2 separate regions of the Astyanax mexicanus genome follow, and region 1 is linked to region 2. Evidence: chromatin contacts called from public Hi-C data. All regions are on one chromosome and are shown on one strand. Each heading gives the region's core, a stretch centred on a gene start, on an enhancer-like site or on the middle of the called end of the contact. The rest is flanking DNA. Distances are from core to core; before and after follow the strand shown. Region 1 overlaps si:ch211-225b11.4 (thyroid adenoma-associated protein homolog). Region 2 overlaps pik3ip1 (phosphoinositide-3-kinase interacting protein 1).

Evidence for each region. A called contact is a pair of places that touch in the nucleus more often than the background predicts.
Region 1: a Hi-C map of muscle shows a contact between it and region 2, with 14 times the contacts expected there. The contact joins two enhancer-like sites. A contact is called at or near these places in 3 of 3 Hi-C or Micro-C datasets (blood and muscle).

The regions. Positions count from the first base shown.
Region 1 is chr22:30,378,712-30,384,059 of AstMex3_surface, reverse strand. si:ch211-225b11.4 (thyroid adenoma-associated protein homolog) reads left to right here. Exons shown (of 31, transcript XM_015606250.3): 24 at 620-859; 25 at 1,971-2,175; 26 at 3,525-3,713. Among protein-coding and RNA genes, the nearest start is that of pik3ip1, 24 kb to the right of the region's middle. Within about 2 kb of position 3,664, the one cell type or tissue checked has an H3K27ac peak away from gene starts, as active enhancers do.
Region 2 is chr22:30,334,585-30,340,099 of AstMex3_surface, reverse strand. It overlaps pik3ip1 (phosphoinositide-3-kinase interacting protein 1), which reads left to right. Exons shown (of 6, transcript XM_022667455.2): 6 at 3,012-5,515. The coding sequence ends at 3,225. Among protein-coding and RNA genes, the nearest start is that of pik3ip1, 20 kb to the left of the region's middle. Within about 2 kb of position 3,154, the one cell type or tissue checked has an H3K27ac peak away from gene starts, as active enhancers do.

The sequences.
Region 1 (5,348 bases), core at 2,415-4,914, 43 kb before region 2:
CATTGGCTGTAAGCCATAATCATCAACAATAAAATAAATAAACGCTTAAAATAGATCACTCTGTGTTTAATACATCTATATAATATGAGTTTTACATTTTAAACTGAATTACTGAGATGAAGTAACTTTTCAATGATATTTACATTTTTGTTTTTTCGGTATTGATTGAGATGTATGATTTGATTTGTATGGCTGAACGATTAATCGTTTTTTGATTGAAATCATGATTTAAATGGACCTAATTTTTTCAGTTGAATCAGCGAATAGCCTGCAAGTGTGTGTGTGTGTGTGTGTGCGCAATTACGCAGCCTGCTCTTCCAGAGGCACATCACAAGGTTGTGGTACATGTGCCACGACCTCACCGTGTTTGTAGTCCGTAGATTGCTGGGGCTTGTAGTCTTTGGGCTCATGGTCACTCCCAATTTTTTTTTTTTTTTTTTTGTTCCTTGAAGTTTTTTAAATAAAACTGACAACTGCATTTACTCTGGGAACCCTGGGAATATTTTATGTGGAAAGAAGTTTATAATTATGTTTGGTGGACATGTTATTTTGCCCAAATCGTGCAGCTCTAATTGACTAATTGATTAATTGTATTATTCTCTCATTCTCTTTTCTCCAGCGCTCTGTCAGCCTTCTTGCATCCACTGCTCCAACTAGCCGCTAGTCCTGTGTACGCAGTGCGAGTGATGTCGTCCCGAGCCCTGGTTGCTATGATACCACCCGCGGAGTATCTGGCGAGCGTCGTGCGGATGGTGGGAGATCTGCCGGAGTCGCCGGAGAGCCCGTGCCGTCACAACCGCGTACACGGCCAACTGCTGCAGATCAACACCGTCCTGCTCAGAGCACTACACTCTCACCTGTGAGTACAGCATACGGACCGAGCTCAAAACTGACCACTGAATCAAACATGATCCAAGCAGATTGTAGGAGAATCCTCAGATTCTTAAATCTAACCTACATTATTTTCCTTTATTTTGAACAAACAATCATGATAATTACTGCATGTGTTATATAGGGGCATATAATGATCATATAGGTGGCTTAGTGGTTAGCACGTTTGCCTCCCAGCGCTGGGGTCTTGGGTTCAAGTCCCTATCTGGGTGGAGTTTTCATTTTCTTCAAGTGTCTCTCTTGTTTTCTCCTACAGTCCAGAAACATGGTAAATTGGGTACTCTAAAATTACCCTGAAAAATGTAATACTGTAAATTGATCTGGTGTGTATGTTTGTGTGTTAGGTATGTAAGTTTGTGTGTGTGTCTGTAAATTTATCGTTTTTTTCGCACTATAAGATGCACCCCAGTATAAGGCGCATTTTAAGAGACATTATAAGGAACTTCTAATTCAGCAGGTCTCGCTGCTGGCTGGTGCTGATTGGTAAAATTCATACACAAGACGCACCAGATTATAAGGTGCACTGATGATTTTGGGAAAATTAAAGGATTTTAAGTGCGCCTTATAGTGCGAAAATTATGGTATAAAAAAATATGAATGACTGAGTGCCAAGATATGAACTGCCTGGGTAAAATGCTGTAGTGCCCGTTGCAGTCCTACGGGTGGACGGTGGTTTCCGGTTGAGAGTAAGCTGTGCACTATTGGCTGCCACTTCTCATTGGTGTGTGGATGCGTGCTGAGTATGAATGGCTGTGTGGTAAAAAAAAAAAATAATAAATAAATTGTAAAGCATACTTTGTTTCCTAGAAAGGCGCTAAATGTAAGTATTCAAATTCATTCATTCATATTGCGCCCTTATAAGGTCATCGTGCAGTCTGTCGCATATAAGTTAAGCAGTAAAATCTAAACATTAGCATATTTAGTGTGAAGAAGTCCAGAATGTAGCTGAAATGCTTGTTCATTTCACTGTAAGAAGAACAGTGAGTGATAAAAAATAAAGAAAGAAAAAGAATAAACATGAATCAGTCATTCTCTATAATCTCTGTAATGTGTTTCTATGTTTCTCTGTTTTTCCTCAGGCTCTGCTCCTCCTCTCTCCGTCCTGTGGTGGAGGGTTTGGAGGCGCGGCTGTGGTTGGGTTCCTCAGATCAGCGGTGTGCTCTGGTACGGCAGGAGTACGTATCTGTGCTGAGACTGCTGAGGAAGATCTGCTCTGAGACTTTCCTCAGCCGCCTGTGCTCTGTGCTCCTGGAGGAGACAACCAGATCCCCACACAGTCTGGAGGTGCCTGGAATTATGAAAAGTTATTAACAGTTACAGTGTTGCTCAAACATGCTAAAGTCATACAGAATTTGTATTGTTTTATATGCAGTAGTAAAATAAATAATCTAAACAGCATAGCCTGGAAAATACTTATATTATTTCTGTTTTATGTTAAAACAATTATACATTTTTAATTATAAACAATACATATAAAAAGTAATCTAAAGATGTGACCTCTAACTAGAATGGTGTAGTTCCTGAAGGAAGGAACAGAATAGTTGTCAGTCAGTTGTAAGGTGGATGCAGGGGTGTCCCAGGGGGTTGGTATGATGTTAAGTGGTGGCTATGGTATGCTATCTCAGGTGGTTTATATGGTCTTGTGTGGCTTCTCTGTTGGTTTCATTGGTTTTGTGTGGTGCTGTGTGGTTGCTATGGTGTTGCCAAGTGGTGACTATGGTTTTCCAGGTGGTTGGCAGTGGTTTACAGGCAGTTGCTAGGCTCTTTTTGGACGGTTGATATTATATTCCAGGTAGATACTGTGGTGTCCAAGGTGGTTGGTATGATGTTGCTATAGTATTGCTAGGTGGTCAATGTGATCTCTAGTTTCTGTTTTGGTTGCTAGATGGTTTCCCGGATGGTCAATATGGTATCTTAGTTGGTTTCTATGGTGTTGCCAAGTAAGTAAGAGCTGGGTGGTTGCTATGATGTTGCCAAGTGGTGACTATGGTATTCCAAGTGGTTGCTGTGGTAGTAGCTGTGCAATTGTGATATATATAAATATATATCTCCAACTCGAAAGGTGTATTTACTGAAGGAAACACACAGTGGTTGTCAGGCAGTTGCTAGGCTCTTCCTGGATGGTTGATATTATATGCCACCACAGTGGTTGCTGTGGTGTCCAAGTGGGTTGGTATTGGTATGATGTTGCCGATAGCTGACAATTGTTTCTGTAGTGTTGCTAGGTGGTCAATATAGCATCCAGTTGCTGTTGTGGTTGCTAGGTGGTCAATATAGTATCTCAGTTGGTGGTTTCTATGGTGTTACTAAGTAATTAAGTGATGTGTGGTTGCTATGGTGTTGCCAGGTGGTAACTATGGTATCCCAGGTGGTTGCTAGGTGGCTGCTATTGATTCCCATGTAGTTGCTGTGAAATTGCTAGGTGGTAATTTAGATGGTATGGTATCTCAATTACTTAGTTGCTATAGTGCAGGTGTTACTATGTGATTTCTAGGTGGCTCATGTGGTTGCCATTGTGTTTCTAAGTGGCTGAGGGGTCAAGAACACAAATCAGCAATATAAAGAACAGTTACCACAGTCTACACCATTCTTTCTTCTGTCTAAACCTCTTATCTCCTGTCCGTTTTGTGCAGCTCGGCTCGGCCTCCTTCCACCAAACAGCTGTCCACTTCCTGTGTGAAGACTCTGAGTGGGCGGAGCAGGTTTGGCAGGATCTTTCCAGTAAGAGTTCAGCTGCACGGCTCACGCTGGTCAGGTGGGTAAAGGAGGGGCGAGGCTGGAGAGGAACCGGCCTGCAGAAAGTGCTGCAGAGAGAAATCCAGGTAAGCTGAGGTTATAACATGTTTATACACAGAGTCAGATTTACTGTAAGCACAGATTTCAGCAGGATTTTATTCATGATTCAGTGCTGACATCTACAATTTAGACCCTGCCTGAGCTTAAGCTTAATCTGTAGCTCTGTTTTAAAGCCTAGGCTGCATTTGAGGTAGGATGGGTTCTGTGTAGGGTTCATCTATGTCCTACTAACTTCTCACATGGAATAGTACATTTTTGTACAGACATTAATTGATCATTTATAAATAACTGAAACAACAATGTTAAAACGTATTCTGAATGCAGTCAGTGCAGTTTTGTTTTCCCGGAAAATCTTACAGCACTTCATGCTTCCCTTTGCTGACAACTTTTGTGGAGATGCGGCTTTCATTTTCCAGCAGGACTTGGCACACTGCCCACACTGACAAAAGTAACAATTGGGCTTATCGTATTTTTAGCAGTATAAGGTGCGCTTAAAATCTTTAAAATTTCCCAAAAATCATCAGTGCATCTCATAATCTGTTGCGCCTTATGTATCAGTTTTACCAGTCAGGTATTAAGGAGCAGTAAAGCCACTCTGCTGAAGTACAGCGTTATACAGGATTTTCAGTTTAGTTCTCCAACAGTATTAGCATTAGCCGTTAACTGTGCTAAGCGCTAGCTCTTTCGCTGTTTAGAGGTGAGTATTATCGGCCTGTAGCCTGCTGCTAACCCTGTCTAGTACTGCCGGAGCAGTATTAGCATTATCCGCTAAGCACTAGCTCTTTCACCATTCAGAAGTGAGTATTATTGGACTGTAGCCTGCTGCTAACCCTGGCTAGCACTGCTGGATCAGTATTAGCATTAGTCGCTAGGCAGTAGCTCTTTCGCCATTCAGAGGTGAGTATTATCGGCCTGTAGCCTGCTGCTAACCCCAACTAACACTGCTGGAGCAGTATTAGCATTGGCCGCTAAGCACTAGCTCTTTTGACTTTCGGAGGTGAGTATTATTGGACTGTAGTAGACTGTAGGACTGGAGCAGTATTAGCATTAACCGCTAACCACACTAAGTGCTAGCTCTTTTGTTCTGTTCAGAATTAAGTATATCTGCGAATATCGCCCTTGCTTACCGGAACACTCGGCTAGTGCTAGCGTTTAGCTTCTAATTATAATACTACTGCACCCAACTATAGTGAATATCTGAAAATCTAATCTCACTGTAAATAAACTGAAGTGCTTTACTCACCTAAATGACTGTAAAAGAAAAAAATATATATTTTTAAGAATTACACTTGTATTAACTGAACTTAGCTGCACTGATTTATAAGTAAAACATGTTCCTTACTAGTGTCGCATAATGCGCCTTATAGTGCGAAAAATACGGTTCTAATTTTTATGAGACACTGATTTTTTTTATTGGCTGTAAGCCACAATTATTAACAATAAAATAAATAAATGCTTAAAACAGATCACTCTCTGTTTAATACATCTATATATCTAATATGTTTGTTTGAGTTTCACAATTTGAATTGTATTACTAAAAAACTGTATTACAATTTAGCTAAACCTAGGCTTGACTCTATACTGTAATAAACACAGTAATGCTTCTCTATTGGATATTTTAGGCTCTACGGTGGTTCTGTGATTAACTGCAGTAAGAGCTT
Region 2 (5,515 bases), core at 1,905-4,404:
CAGGTGTTCCGTGCACCATATAAAGATATTTTGCAGCTAATTTGAGTGTTTTCATACATTCATTACATTAAAAAAAAAGATTTTTGATGGAAAACATTATAGTGGTTTTCATACTTAATTTGAATGATTGATGTTTCTTACATCATGTGGAGACGTTGATCTGCTTAAGGGGTTTTGCATACATTTAGTTAAAAAAAGTCTAAAAATGCTTGGATGGTAAGACTATAGTCTTATGTATTTCGCCATTTTTGGTGGAAAAAATAATTTTATAGATATATATATATAATAGATGAGTCTTGTACAATGTGGAAACATTTTTAACTGTTTTAGTTTTTTTTTTTAATACACTTTTGAAAATAAAAAATGGACCCAAAACACTTGATAGTAAGGCTATAGTCTTACAATTTTCAGCAAATTTGGTCCAACCATTCATGGTGATTTTTACACTTAATTTGAATAGTGTTCCTCACATCACATGAGGATATTTTCCATCTTATTTAAGTGTTTTTGCATGAAAATTAGGAAATTTTTAAAATAGGTCCAAAAATGTTTGTGATGGTAAGGCTATAGTCTTACATATTTCAGCAAATTTGCTCCAAAAATTTATGGTGATTTTTACACTTAATTTGAACGGTATGTGCTTTTTATACTATGTGGAGAGATTCTCCAGCTGATTTAGGTGGTTTTGCATAGATTCTAAAAAAAAATACGAATGGTCCAAAAATGTGTGATGATAAGACTTATGTATTTTGTCATTTTTGGTGGAAAAATTCATGTTAATTTTCATGTTAAGAGTCTTGTACCATCTGGAGACATTTTCAACAGTTTTAAGTGTTTTTTAGTACACTTTTGAAATTGTAAAAATTGTCCCAAAATGCTTGGATAGTAAGGCTATAGTCTTACGTATTTCAGCAAATTTGGTCCAAAAATTCATTATGATTTTTACACTTAATTTAAATGGCAGGTGTTCTGTGCACTATGCAAATGCATTTTCCAGCTAATTTAAATGTTTATGCATACATTCATTAAATATTAAATAAATTTCCTACTTAATTTGAATGATTGAGGTTTCTTACATCATGTGGAGACATTTTGCTGCTGATTTAAGGGTTTTGCATATTATATATTTCTTCATTTTTGGTGGAAAATTTCATTTTAAGTTTTATACTTAATTTGTATAATGGGTGTATCTTGTATTGTTTTAAGTGGTTTTTAATACACTTTTGAAAATTAAACATGGTCCCAAAATGATTGGATAGTAAGTCTTACATATTTCAGCAAATTTGGTCCAAAAATTCATTATGATTTTTACACTTAATTTGAAAGGTATGTGATTTTTATACTATGTGGAGAGATTCTCCAGCTGATTTTAGGTGGTTTTGCATAGATTCTTTAAAAAAATTTAAGAATGGTCCAAAAATGTGTAAGACTATAGTCTTATATATTTCGTCATTTTTGGTGGATAAATTCATGTTAATTTTTGCACTTAATTCGTATAATAAATGAGTATTTTAGCATGTGGATACATTTTCAACTGTTTTAAGTGTTTTTTTTTTTAATACACTTTTGAAAATTAAAAATGGTTCCAACATGATTGGATAGTAAGGCTATAGTCTTATGTATTTCAGCAAATTGGTCCAGAATTTCATGATGCTTTTAAAATGTATTTGATTCATATGTGTGATTGGAGCATTTTTAGAAGGAAATAAGGATATTTAAAAAAATAGTCAAAAATGTTTGTGATGGTAAGGCTATAGTCTTACATATCTCAGCAAATTTGGTACAAATATTCATGGTGATTTTTACACTTAATTTGAATTATATGGTGATGGTAAGACTATAGTCTTATGTATTTTGTCATTTTTGGTGGAAAAGCTTATGTTAAGTTTTGCACTTAATTTGTATAGTACCATCTGGAGACATATTCAACAGTTTTCAGTGTTTTTAATACACTTTTAAAAATTGAAAAATGGTCCCAAAATGATTGGATGGTAAGACTATAGTCTTATGTATTTCAACAAATTAGGTCCAAAAATTCATAGTGATTTTTACACTTAATTTAAACGATTGGTGTTCCTCACATCACATGGAGATATTTTTCAGCCTATTTAAGTGTTTTTGCATGAAAATGAAGAATGGTAATGGTAATGGTAATGGTCTTATGTATTTCAGCAAATTTGGTCCAAAAATTCATGGTGATTTTTACACTTAATTTGAATGGTATGTGTGGTGATGGCAAGACTATAGTCTTATGTATTTTGTATGGTGATTTTTACACTTAATTTAAATGATTGGTGTTTCTCACATCACATGGAGATATTTTCCATCTTATTTAAGTGTTTTTGCATGAAAATGTAGAAATTTAAAAATGGTCCAAAAATGTTTGGGTGGTAAGTATAGTCTTATGTAATTCAGCAAATTTGGTGCAAAGATTATTTTGGTTGTTTTTACACTTAATTTGAATCATATTTGTTTTTGGCAAACAATGAGGAGGAGGATTGAGTCTGATTTAAGTGTTTTTTACATGCAAATTAGAAAATTTAAAAATTGTCCATAAATTCTTGTGATGGTAAGGCTATATAGTCTTTGGTCCAAAATCATGGCAATTTTTGAGAATTATTTTTTTTCAGAATTTGGTGTTTTTTTTATTGCATATTTTAATTCAGTCCTATTATTGTAATTAGTTTGTGACACTTTTCAGTACTTTTTTTCAAGAAAAATAAAACTAATTTTAGTAAAATAAATAATAAATATAAAATAATTTTATGAAATGGTGACATCTGTATACTAGTAAAATTACATTTCTTGTTCTCAAATAATTTTCTATACATATACACATGTACACAATAAATACACACATTTTTTTTCAAATAACTTTATTAGATTTACATGAAAATGAGCAAAATTCAAGAGTGCAGCACAACAACAAAAACAGAAATTTTTGCAAGATAAATGTTTATTTTAGTATGTTGTAGTTGTATGTTGATCCGAGCTTGTCTGTTCCTCTGCAGGGGTCGCGACCTGAAGAAGCAGCACGAGCAGCGAGTGTACGAGCGCGAGATGCACCGCATCACCCTTCCACTCTCCGCCTTCGCCAACCCCACCTGCGAGCTGGTGGACGAGAACACCATCGTGATCTCGGCCGAGCCCAGCGAGCGGACCCCTCAGGACACTGTGGAGGGCGGAGACCCCCTGATGGACCCGGCGGGAACTCCTGGAGCCTGAGAGCAGGACCTGAGAGATCTGGGAAAGAAGAATACCAGACTGTGCAGCGTTTTAACGGATCAACACTAAAACTACACTCTCTTTCTATCGCCCTGCTGGTCTTTAAAGTCCTTTTTTTTTGGAAGAACAGAAGCTTTTCATGGACAGCTGATGTTCTGTTCTCTGGGTGGAGACGAGGAGAGGACAGGAGGACACAAGAACATAAGAGCACACTACTGAGGACGTGAGGAAGAAGGGCTGGTGTATAAAAGTGCATGTTAGAGATTCTTTCCAGGAATATTTCTAGGAATCCTCTTGCTGACCTGTCCTGAAGTGCACACTTGAGTTTGTGGTTGAACAGACTGAAATACACTAAGATAGTGAAAACTGCAGAGTGAAAAGTGTGGCATGGAAGACCTTCTGTCCATCTTACTTGCAGGAGAGGTATCTGTGGAGGTTTTGAAGATATTTCTGAAAAACATGGTTTTAACAAAGCGTTAAACTGTGGGATGGATGGATGGATGGATGGATATATGTATATACTTATCCTAAAGCCTTGTAGTGCTTTGATGTGGTTTACGGGAAAGGGTGCATCTTCTAATATGGTCTTGCGCACTGTGGTCTTGCAGGTTTGACAAATATTTCGAGACACTTAAAGTCCCGAAAGGTCCAGATCTGATCCAGGAGATCAGTATTAAGGCTTTTGCATTTTCAGCTCCCAATCCAGTCAAAGGCTGCATTCACACTGCAGGAAAATCGTAAATCGGATTGTTTCTCAAACCAGATTTGTTTCATAAAGCAGATCTGCTGAAATTGAAACCTGTCCACACAATCAGACTGGATTTGCATGTCTGGACATCACAAACATGAGTTGCCTCCATAGCCTTGAGACTGAGATGCATCAGTACAAATCAGATGTTATCGTAAATCATATTTTAAACCAAATTCATGTGGTTTCTGGCTGTTTACACTTTCAAAAATTAACCTGGACTTAATCTAGATATCTACAAGTGTTGAATACGGAACAAGAGCTGCACTGAAGTTCTGTACTTGAGGGAAAGATACAAATACGGACAAAACAAACTCAGATTACGGACTAACAGTTTCATTTAAGCCACTTTTATGTGGTTTCTGGCTGTCCACACTATCAAAACTCAATCTGGACTGAATCTAGATATCTACAAGTGTTAAATACGGAAAAGGGGCTTCACTTGAGTTCTGTACTTAAGGAAAATGTACAAATACGTACAAAACAAACGCAGATTACGGACTGATAGTTCCATTTAAACCACTTTTATGTGGTTTCTGGCTGTCCACACTATCAAAACTCAATCTGGACTCAATCTAGATATCAAAAATATCAGATTTGGGCTGCAAGTCTGAACATAGCCTTGATTTACGGAAAGCACCTAAACGTTAACATTAATACAAGTGTTTAATACGGAACAAGGGCTGCACTGAAGTTCTGTACTTGAGGGAAAGATACAAATACGGACAAAACAAACTCAGATTACGGACTAACAGTTTCATTTAAGCCACTTTTATGTGGTTTCTGGCTGTCCACACTATCAAAACTCAATCTGGACTCAATCTGGATATCTACAAGTGTTGAATACGGAACAAGGGGCTTCACTTTAATTCTGTACTTGAGGGAAAGATACAGATACAGACAAAACAAATGCAGATTAAGAAACTGATTCCATTTAGACCACTTTCATGTTTCTGCTTGTCCACACTATCAAAAATCAATCTGGATTCAATCTAGATATCTGAAAAATCAGATTTGGGCTGGCAGTCTGAACGTAACCTTGATTTACGGAAAGCACATGAACTTTAACATTAATACAATACGAAACAGGGGGCGCATTTGAGTTCTCAGGTTAAGTCACAACAATTGAGCAGTGTTGATACACTGGTTGCAGCATAGCAAGACACTCCGTTAACGAGTATTACACTACCAAACTCAGTGTTTAAGAAAAAATTACAGAAATTTTCCATTTTGTTTTTTTTTTGTCCAAAATCTGTTTTTAATAAAACTGGGCCTTACTGCGCCTCTGTTTACCCATACTGCTCTGCTCTACTCTGCCTAAAGTGGTTATTGAGCAGTTAGAGCATAAGCTAAATTCCGTTTCTTAAGTGTTTCCCAACCATTACATTATCTCAGTGTTTTTTTTTTGTTTTTTTTTTTAAGAGGCGAGAGCTTATTTTGAGCTCAGGCGCTGAAAGAATGGAATAATGAATGCCTGGGTTTCCATAGACTTAATGATGGCCTTAGTGTTGTAATTCTGAATGTATCTATACAGGCCCAAGT